Linked DNA regions of Hordeum vulgare: region 2 is linked to region 1. The links are chromatin contacts, called in public Hi-C maps. All regions are on one chromosome and are shown on one strand. The core of a region is the stretch at or near the end of the contact, and the rest is flanking DNA. Distances in the headings are between cores, read along the strand shown. Region 1 holds the start of LOC123426763 (E3 ubiquitin-protein ligase At1g12760-like). Region 2 holds the start of LOC123426779 (pre-mRNA splicing factor SR-like 1).

Region 1 (5,259 bases), core at 792-3,291:
CAACTGAACGCTGCATATGAAACTAGCTCGTTGTGTTTGCCAGAAATACAGCTGCTTTGACTTGAGACAGATGACGATCTCCAAGGCCAGGCAATTTGAATTGTTTTTAAACCTATGACAGCAGGACAGCTTCACTACACCTGAAAGAAGATGAACAACAGAAAACAGATGCCAATTAGCTATTTAACTAGCTCTCTTCAAGCAAGAAGCGGTATACATAGTTGACTAACACTAATAACAAACTGCATATATTTGCTGTGATCAATTGAACTGATCCACAACAGGGAGCTCAATCTGCATTTATTTACTGTCTCCGGTTATGTTATTACTTGTCAGATAAGCAGGAATGAATAAACAGTATAGTACAAAAGATGTTTCTCTGAAACATTTTCAGAGGCCTATATCCCATCCTACAAGCTTCTGATGGGAATTCAACCTATCTGCATAATTTGACATGGGAACCTGCAAGTCCGTGTATAGATGTGAGCCCTAGCATCACAGTTACAGTGCATGTTCTGCTCAGAAACAGAGAAAGGATTACATCATCATTTGTAGAATGTCCTTGGTGGTTTGCTCACCAATACATATATACAGGTTGAAACTTGTAACAAATGGAGGCTAAGTTTGAAACCTCGTATGGATGAACAACATTCTCTAGCAACTTAAAACGGAATGCTTATAATATAATAATAGTAGCAACTACACCCTATGTCCCCAAATATAAGACGTTTTGGCAGTTCGATCTAAACTACCAAAACGTCTTATTTAATCATTTGAGCAGAGTATACAATCATTTTACACATAAAAATACTTACGACTAAAGAACATCATGTGTTCAAGGTAATCAGACGGGGAAATGTAAAGAGGTCTTCAGCGAAGACATGTAAAGATTTTCATGACAGCATATACTACCAAAGCGGGAACTACATGCACCGGGCTGCCCTTTATACTACCAATATCAGGCCGATCAGTATCTCCCGAGTTGATTTAGAGAGCAAATCAAATATAATAATTCATTTAAATGATGAACAAAGCAGAGGAACAAAATACTGGCGAGTCTAGTCTATCACCAGCATGAGCATTATCTACGGGCGAGTCTAGTCTATCACCAGCATGAGCATTATCTACGGGCGAGTCTAGTCTATCACCAGCATGAGCATTATCGACATCTCACTGAAAATAGACGAAGAGCCCCAAACTGAGTTCGTCTTGTACAAGAAACTTGTAAATCATGACAACAGACCTCCAAACTAACCAAAAACTTTTTCCAGATTTAGGTATATTCGAGGCTGTGGCATCTTCAGACGCTCTATTCATCTAATTATATTATCCAGAGAGTCCAGACACCAATTATAAGCTCTTTGAAGTTGGATGCTCAGTGTAGCAAAAAAGTACTCTAGTTAATAGCTATATATTCTTCTTCCATACAGCCTTAATCAAACACTAGACAGATTTTCACCAGTTTCCCTCACATTTCTCCATCAATAATTGAGAGACTGAAAAACAAGGACCAAGTCCGCCACATACAAAAGAAAGATCAAGCAGAACCAAGCAGAACCAGAAACACCACATACCTCGAGAAAATCCACGCCCGAGGAACAGCAGCAGCAGCCAGCAGCTCCTCCAATCGCCTGAAACTGACAGATTCAAGAATCCATGAGTTAAGAGGGCGGAAGAAAGCAGCGGACTAACGCCAGACGCGTACCTGGACCACTTAAAATCGAATCAAATGCCTGGCTCCCAAGCGACCATCCACCGAGGGTTCCACTTCCACCAAAGAAATCCCAAGAAAAACCGCCGGACGGCAAGATTGGGCCTTAGGGGAAGGAACAGGTGCCAAACCCTTGGACCAAAGCAAACTCCATTAGCTAGACGGAAGCACCCAGCTAGCGGGGAAGGAGAAGACGGGAATATACCAAATGGCCGAGTCCAAAACTCCGAGTCGAATTCGTCCTCCTCAGTCTACTCCTCCTCCTCTCCTCTCTTTCCCCGTTCTCCAAGTTGAGTGACGACGTATGTTTCCAAGGGAAAAACAATTATATTTCGCCGTGGTGATTTCGTTTTGTTTTTAATAAGATTATTTGGAGGAATCTTTTGGCCGCTCGAGGTGGGGGAAGGAGAAGGGCGAGCTGTATCGATCGCGGCCGTTGGGTTGGCCGGATGCGCGTCCCGGATCGCACGGCGAGGTGGAGAGCGGCGTGAGAACCGCACGTGGCCGCTCCACGGGAAATGAAATGGGATCGGTGTTTGGCGCAAGAGAGCCGGGATGGCAGGCAGCGGACTGAGATCCAGTGCCTTGACAAAGCAAGGCACCGGTGAACGGTGCCTTGACCCTCATTTCTGTTCGTTGGATCAAGAATCGATGGTCGGATGAATATCAAGTGCTCTTCTACACCTGAACGATAAATTCAAAAAAAATTGCAAAAGTGTTTTAAAAAATCTGAATTTTTTTACGGTAAACTTTGATAAAATGTCCAAGAGCTCGTAAAATTTCAGTATGAAATCACGTGGAAGTTGTGACAAAAAAACAAAGCTGGTGTTCGAAAATGCTTTCGAAAGTAGCATTTTTAGGGTTTTGATTTTGTTTTTTTACCACGACTTCCACAAATGTGATTTCATGAGGAAAATTTTCGAGTACTTAGAAAATTTGTCAAAGTTTGCCAAGAAAAAAAATCAAATTTTTTTGAATATTTTTACTTTTTTTTTAAATTTACTATTCGGGTGTAGAAAAGCACTTGATGTTCATCCGACCATCAATTCTCGATTCAACGGACAGAAATGAAGGGCAAGGCACCACACTGTTCATCGGTGCTGGATCTCAGTCCACACGCAACCGCTAGTTGGTCCGTGACTTCATCAACGACAGAGTGCATAATAATGTCTGTTATGTGCAGGATTAGGTTGATCTTTCTTGTTCTTTAATGGAGTACGAAGCTTCTCCCTCGAAAAAAAGCTCCTTCAGTGAGGCCAACTCCGTCTGATTTTGTTTAAAATCAAAAGTGATTCGAGTACTTGCATCTGTCATTACATGTTGACTTTTATACTATCTAGAGAGACATGATGCTTTGGATAGGCGTCCGTTTAAGAAGGGATGCGTCCATGAGAAAGGGGAGATTCCTTCTAATTACATGATTAATTAATCTTAACACTCTTTCTAATCTACGTTTGATCATGAGGAGTCGGGATACAATAAAGCATCATATATAGTCACTTGTGTACCACTAGGAAGGGTGAATATGGCACGTCCAGTATCAACAATCACTGTATCGCGTCCAGCGATAGTGAGAATATCTTCATTCATCTTTTTCAGAGTTTGAAAATATTTCATCTCCCTCACTATGGAGTTTGTGGTACCACTGTCCACAAGGCATAATTCCTCTTTCATCGGATTGTTGCCGTAGAAAACTATATAAAACAAAAGAAGTTTCAATAAAAAACCTTATATTAATACATAGAATACAATTTTATTATATCAAATGTGCTGATGCAATATAATATGATCCAAAGACAACAACAAACTTACGTTCTTATTACAATCATCACAAATGAACACAATCAAGTAGATCACTAAGGAGATCGAGGGACTAGTCAAAGTCGTCAAACATGTTGTTTGAAGTGTATTCAATCAACATGGCCTCCGTTTCAGCAGGGTCCTCAACGGGATAAGGAATCATGGCGTTGCTCGGTCCAGTAGAAACTTCGTGCGAATTGCCAACTCCATTTGCGCTATGTGGATGAAGGTTGAAGTTGGCTTCAAGCCTTTTCCCTTGAGGTGCTTTCCGTCCCAGAGATTGCTGGTACAGCATAACCAGATGATTGGGCATTGAGCACTTTTCAGTATAATGCGTGTAGCATACACACTTATTGCAAAGCTTAGATTTATCAAACTTGGGCTTTGAAGTGCCTTTTTACTTGCCCAAGTTTCTGAATTTTTTGTTCCCATTGCGCTTTCTCTTGTGCTCAAAATTGGACTGTTTACCCTGAAAGGTACCATTAAACTCATGTCTATTCGCGACATTCATATGAACTTCAGGTAAAGGTTGTGCCCCAATTGGGCGTTGAGAGCCATTCTTAGCGAGTAGCTCATCATGCTTTTCAGTCTGAAGTAACATGTGAATAAGCTCGGAATAGACACTGTAATTACGAGCATGGTATTGCTGTTGGAGGATCATGTCTGAAGGGAGCATGGTAGACAAAGTTTTTTCTATTTTCTCCCCCTCGGTAGGTTCCTTCTCACAAAAGCGCAGTTTGGAACATATCTTATGAACATCATGATTGTACTCACCAATGGACTTAAAATCCTGAAGGCGGAGATGAGTCCAATCATGGAGTGCTCCTCGCAGGACTGTTGCCTTGTGCTGTTCTTACCTCGTTTTGAGGGCCAGAAACAGAGTACTAGGAGAATCCTCCTGTAAATACTCAGACTTGAGATCTGGATGAATATGGTGCCTTATGATGAATAAGGCAGAATAATTCTGCTGTTTTGTCAGTGCCGTGGCTCCAGCCAGGAGAGGAGTCTCCGGGGGCTGGATTGCACATGCTATCCCACGAGACGCAAGGCTGATCTTGATGTCCATAGCTCATGTAGGGTAGTTTTGGCCATTGAGGGCAAGCTCCTCAAACTCTTTGGCAGATATCTTTGCCTACATGGGGAACCAGAGATAATTAATTTACGGGTGGTAAAATAAAAACCATCATGGTTGTGTAATAAGAATGCAAAAAAATAATAGTCAAGTGAAACTTGAAAAATTCTCAACCTCAATTGTGTGAACATAACACATTGAAGATCACTTAGATCTCACAGTAATGGGATACAATGCCATTACCTTGTGTATGCTATAATTGAGATACACGGAATACACTTTGAAGGTAATCGTTTGTCGAGATTGAAAAAATATAGACCTCACAATAAGAGAGGATAGTCTGCAAATGAGCAGTAGATCCTAACTCATTACCTTGTGATTCCAATAAATAAGGGAGAGAATATTCAAAAATTTGCAAGTTTGACACGCGAGGGAAGCGGATCTCAATCGCAAAAACATGTTCGTGAGAATTTTACATGTGGTAAACACATAGAACATGCTTTCTTCCCTGGTGAAATCCGGTACTTTATTTATATTATCAAGCCATTGCATAATATAAACATACTAATAATTACACAAGTCCTAATCTAGAACAAATTTAGAGCTAGACTAAATGTAAATCATCAAACTAATTAGTAAACAAAGTCTAATATTGCACACATACAATAATTAATGC
Region 2 (5,259 bases), core at 710-3,209, 300 kb after region 1:
ACAAATGACTCAAAAACAGCAATACCTCATCATCCTTCAAGTAGGGCTCATACCATGTCCATAGGATCTTTGGATCTGCAACATATCGAAGATACAAAAATCCTATCTGCAAAAACAAACACCAATTGGTTATTTAGCAGCAGCTAGCTGATTATCTAACACGATAAATGAAGACAAACAAAAAATGCTCACAAATCCAATGCACAGACTGGTACACTACTGCTTGCAAACTTTGTTCATCCACGTGTCCTAGGACCAAAATCAAGACACGAGGCCATCCAAGAAAGCAAGTAATATGACTGTTAGTGGTTATAGCCAAAATGTAATAAGTGAATGTAAAAAATAGAAAGAAGAGTTGATTGCTTAAGATAGGTTGATAACACCAGTTTGTTACTGCAACCATGCTAACACTTTGTTCGTGTACAACTTTGACATACAACCTAGTGCATGCATTAATCACAAATAAATGTAATGAGTATACACAACAACCATGATGCATGCATTTGTCAAAGGTAACTTATGTCAAAGAAACTTACAGCTCTAATGTACGGGGAGTCAGGATGCTTCAACAAACCATGCATCTGTTTCACAGTAAGCTTCATTGTGAAGAACTTGTACAGGAGACAAAATGCAGTGGAAGGACCCCTGCAATTGCCAGTCATCCAAGGCTCCACATGATCAACTTGGTTATAGATCTCGTCAATGACCTCATGATAGGTCTTCATCCTGTAGAGCTCCTTGAAGTAATCAGAAGAAAGAATATTCATACAAAGAACCTTCTCCATCAACATATCGATGGGCTTTCCTGAAGTCTGTATCTCCATATTTCAGCGAACACAAACCTGGACCAAAAACAGAGGGATCCTCTTAGCTTAAAGCCTCAAAGCTTATGTCCCGCGTGAATCTTTTCCCAAAATACGAAGAAAACTGGATTTAGTTCTGATAGAACGATTACGCAAATATTTACAGATATATTGCCACCTGAGAAAAATGTAGATCAGTCTTTACCTCAAACGGCTGAAAATTCATGTGTCCCTCACTACCCATGAAATCCCCACTTAAGCTCTCAAGGTCAACAGATTATACTATGTTACTATCAGTGCGTCTGACAAGTAATGCCACACAAGCAAACCTCGAGAGTGGCTGATAGTTTTACCATGTACTCCCTCCGTTCCAAAATATAAGACCTTTTAGGTATTTCACTAGAAGACTACATACGGAGCAAAATGAGTGAATCTATACTCTAAAATATGTCTATGTACATCTGTATGTAGTTTATAGTACAATCTCTAAAAGGTCTTATATTTAGGAACGGAGGGAGTATATAACTCAATTAAAAGGGTCCCCACTGTGATATCCAGATAACCTGCACTGATCCTTTCCCACCATGTATCTAGCCTAAGGATTACCCACAATAATTTAATCCCTCCAAACCGCTGGTGTGGACAAATGCAACCCACCATACATTGTATTTCTATGGGGCCAAGTAGAACTAGAATAGAACTATATTTTGCACAAAGAAATTTCCATGGCCATTAATCACACAGATTCATCAGAAACCCTGTCGTTAACGTACACGATTTCGTCCAGAGGATATTCTCATCTATTCCGCACTTAATAGCAAAAAAATGGCTCAAACTAGTAATCGTCTCTACTTTAACTAGTAACTGGCGAGATGAATCTATGTACGCGGAAACAGAAAGGGATACTCAGTTACTCACACGGAGGATGCGCGCAAACCCTACGACCTCCTTGGCTTCCGAGAGCGAGGGCGGCTTGCGGAGACCCCCAAACCAGAGGGGATGACGACTCTCTGTAGAGGATGAACTCGTATCGGCTTCGGCGACGGCGGAGGGTGTGATGTTTGGGATTCGACGGTAGCTGGGAGATCGCCGGAGATGGATGAAGGAGGCGAGGAAAGGGGAGGGGAGGGTCGGCTGTGGATTTGTGGAGATGGGGGAGTCGCGTCATACCTGGCCAAACGGGCGGACGGGCCGGCCCGCCGTAATCGTACCAGGCACGGCATGGCCCGCCTGGGCCCGATTAATATACAGGTCGTGCCGTGTCGGCCCGCGTGTCAGCCTCCCAGGCCCAAGCACGGCACGTGGCCTAATCGGGTTGACCCGTGGCACGTTAAGGCACGGCGGCGCGCCACATATTTGTTATTTTTTTTCATCTGGCCCTCTCTCGCACGGCGGCCCGCCACAGATCCCGCCTAAATTCCCGCCCGCTCCCCCTTTCCCGCCCGCCCGCTCCCCCTTTCCCGCCCGCCCGCTCCCCCTTTCCCGCCCGCCTGCTCCCCGTTTCCCGCCCGCTCCCCTAGATTCGCGTCGCGACTGGGACTGACGCCCTCTTTCCCGCCCGACGCCCCGCGCCCCCGCCCAACGCCCCGCACCCCCAGTCCCCCATTTCCTTCGCTGCCTAATCGTGTCGTGTCGGGCCAGCACGCGGGCTCGGGGTGGCAGCCCGAGCACAGCCCACGGCGTGCTCGTGCCTGGCCCGAGCACGATTAGCACGTGTCGGGCTCGGCCCGTGTCATGCCTGGCCTGCGGGCAGCCGTGCCGGCCCGCGTGGCACGGCCCGTTTGGCCAGATTTGAGTCGCGTACGACTAGGAATCCAATCATCTATTGGGCTTTCCAAGCAGCTAACGACCTTTGTTGGGCTCTTCAGGAGTTCTGGCCCGTTATAAGACGAGACTGCATGTTGGACGTTTTTCCTCTTCCTTTCAAATTGGGGCGTGCTACGTGTCCGCGCGGGCTGATCTCTACTATTAAAACGGGATCTGCCGTCTGTCGTGATGGTTCAACCTCCTAACGCTAGCTATCCTTTCATCCACATTCTCCCACCGATTTTTTTCAACCCTCCAAAAACCAATTGGTTCAATAAAAAATCCGATACAATAAAAACATAATAAGCTACGCATCAGGGGCGTGCTCTCGCGCTGTCCACGTCGGATTAGCTACAGACAAAAAAGACCAGCGGTTTACCCTTGGCTGCCCCGTCGCGTTGTTTGCTTCTCCAAGAAGAAGAAGAAAGACAGAGAGGAAGAGGAAATCGCCCTCATCCCTTCTCCCTCGACGCACGCTAGGGTTGCTGCTGCCACCGCATCGTGCCATCGGCCTATGGCCAGGTCCTTCGACACCGGCCACCATAGAAGGAAGCAAACTCGACATCCAGTCGCCCGCGCCTCCTTTCTTCCCCTTTCCTCACCTGTGACCCCTCCTCTGCCGTCTGGACTCCTACCCCTTTCTCTTCTCAATCCGGATCCATGGATATGGCCGACAGGGAGGACGAGTACATGGAGGAGGTCGCTGCCGGCGGCGCCAAAAGCATCTCAACAAGAACTACCGTCATGCAAAAGCAAGTCACCGTCGACACGGATCCATTTTGTCTACGCCGCCAAGGGCCAACTGCCCCAGATCCGACCAAGTACCAAGCATCCTACCTTTTCCAACCGCTGGATCTATTTCCATGACCAGGCCTGCTCTGTAGCTTTTCTCCTACATTTGCATGCTCTTCTGCTTCTCCTCCGACGTCCTAGGGGATACGCTTGTTGGGGTCTAAAAGAACTGCACGCGTGTTCATGTTCAAACCACGCCACTCTCTATGCTTGTCTCTTTCTCGTGGGTAAATTGAATAGATACATCCAGAAAGAGCTCTAATGCAACAACAAAGCATCACATTCTTTCTACAGTAAGAATCAATCTCAACATTCTTTCTATAGTAAGAATCAATCTCAACATTCTTTCTACAGTAAGCATCAATCTCAACGCCAAAAGCCATAGGAAGAACAAGAGCAAAGAAAATATCTGTGTACACTGCATAGATCTTTTTTAACTTGGCTTTTGCGGCCTCGGAGCTGCCACTGCCGCATTTGCCTGGTTGCCATCTCTGCAAAACATCCAATTTATTTAACCACTGGTATGTGAAACATAGAAGCCAAGAAACAGAGAAACCATCTAGCAATCTAACAGAACAGAACAAAGCTAGAAGAGCAAAGGAGGGAAACAGTCGACTAACGGACCGTGGCGAGCTTCTTGATAGGCACTGCGCAGCTCAACAGAGGTTCAGAAGAACCAATTTACTTTGAGCAGTGCATGTGACAGTAGTAGCCCCCCCCCCAAAAAAAATAGCAATGGTGCATGGGTACCATGGTGTCTGTTTTCAAAAATCATATTTCTACAACGTAAAAGAACTGAACTTTTTGTAGACACACAAACATGTATATTATCTATCTGCAAAATTGCAAATCATTTTACTTTCACATGTGTCATACAAAAAAATGAAAATATGTATTTTTAAATGGGCTTTTTTTTGTTATTGGTCCTAAATTTTGTTATTTTCGTACAGCTTACAAATTACATTTCTTCAAAACGAAATTTCACTCATTCGTAATGAATACATAGAAGTTTCCACAGAATTATTTTTGAAACCTTTAAATATGTTTTTCGATTTTTTTCAAAAAAGGACACCAAGGTGCCCGAGCACACAAACTTCGCTCTCCTCCCCCTTTTATATGTTCTATAATCTGCATATTTTGTTGTAGTGGCTGCAGTAAGCCAGTAACTAAGTTGAATCGCTTAATATATGCTACCATATGGCATGTATTAGACTGTTAGTTGATGCGGGGAGTTGCAGGAATAATAGGTGTTTACTTAGATTTGAAACTCTGGATTTTACTAATTCTTGTATATCCCTAAATAGATTGTACCTAGCTCCACTTCTCCTTGCCATTCACAATGCATCGATTGTTCCTGTTTCTAGAAAATGTTGGAATTTTTGCTAGGCATGAATCAAGATATGTGGCATTTAGATATGGGATTAACCATCTATAAAATATTATGACACTATATATCAAATTGTTAAAGAAATCATCATCTTCTAATCTCCCTATTTTGCAGATTTGTATGCTCCCCACCCGGATTGAGCGGCTGCATCCACCTGTTGTTATGGTAGTGGAATCCATCTAATTACATCAAGAAATATAGTTATCGGTTTATCTGATAGGGATCCTAATTGTAGCACCCTAGCCTCGACTTCTCAAGGGTGGACATACTAATGGTTGGAAACCAGTCTAATGATTGATGGTGTTATCATGAGGAGGGAGTGGACCAACGCTGGCATGATTCATAAGTAAGTTCAGATAGCCTTTGATATTTGATTCTTCTTTCAAACCTAGAATGTCAGTCTTTGTGTTGTCTCCCATCTATTGGATTAGAAATAGTTAGAAAATTATCACATGATTTTGATTGCACACT

Evidence for each region. A called contact is a pair of places that touch in the nucleus more often than the background predicts.
Region 2: a Hi-C map of leaf shows a contact between it and region 1, with 7 times the contacts expected there. The contact joins the promoter of LOC123426779 here to the promoter of LOC123426763 in region 1. A contact is called at or near these places in 5 of 6 Hi-C or Micro-C datasets (leaf, seedling and an unstated tissue).

The regions. Positions count from the first base shown.
Region 1 is chr1H:120,360,279-120,365,537 of MorexV3_pseudomolecules_assembly, forward strand. LOC123426763 (E3 ubiquitin-protein ligase At1g12760-like) reads right to left here and starts at 2,042. Exons shown (of 7, transcript XM_045110654.1): 1 at 1,917-2,042; 2 at 1,706-1,843; 3 at 1,575-1,631; 4 at 1-140.
Region 2 is chr1H:120,655,785-120,661,043 of MorexV3_pseudomolecules_assembly, forward strand. It overlaps LOC123426779 (pre-mRNA splicing factor SR-like 1), which reads right to left and starts at 1,960. Exons shown (of 5, transcript XM_045110665.1): 1 at 1,722-1,960; 2 at 537-842; 3 at 26-106. The coding sequence starts at 824.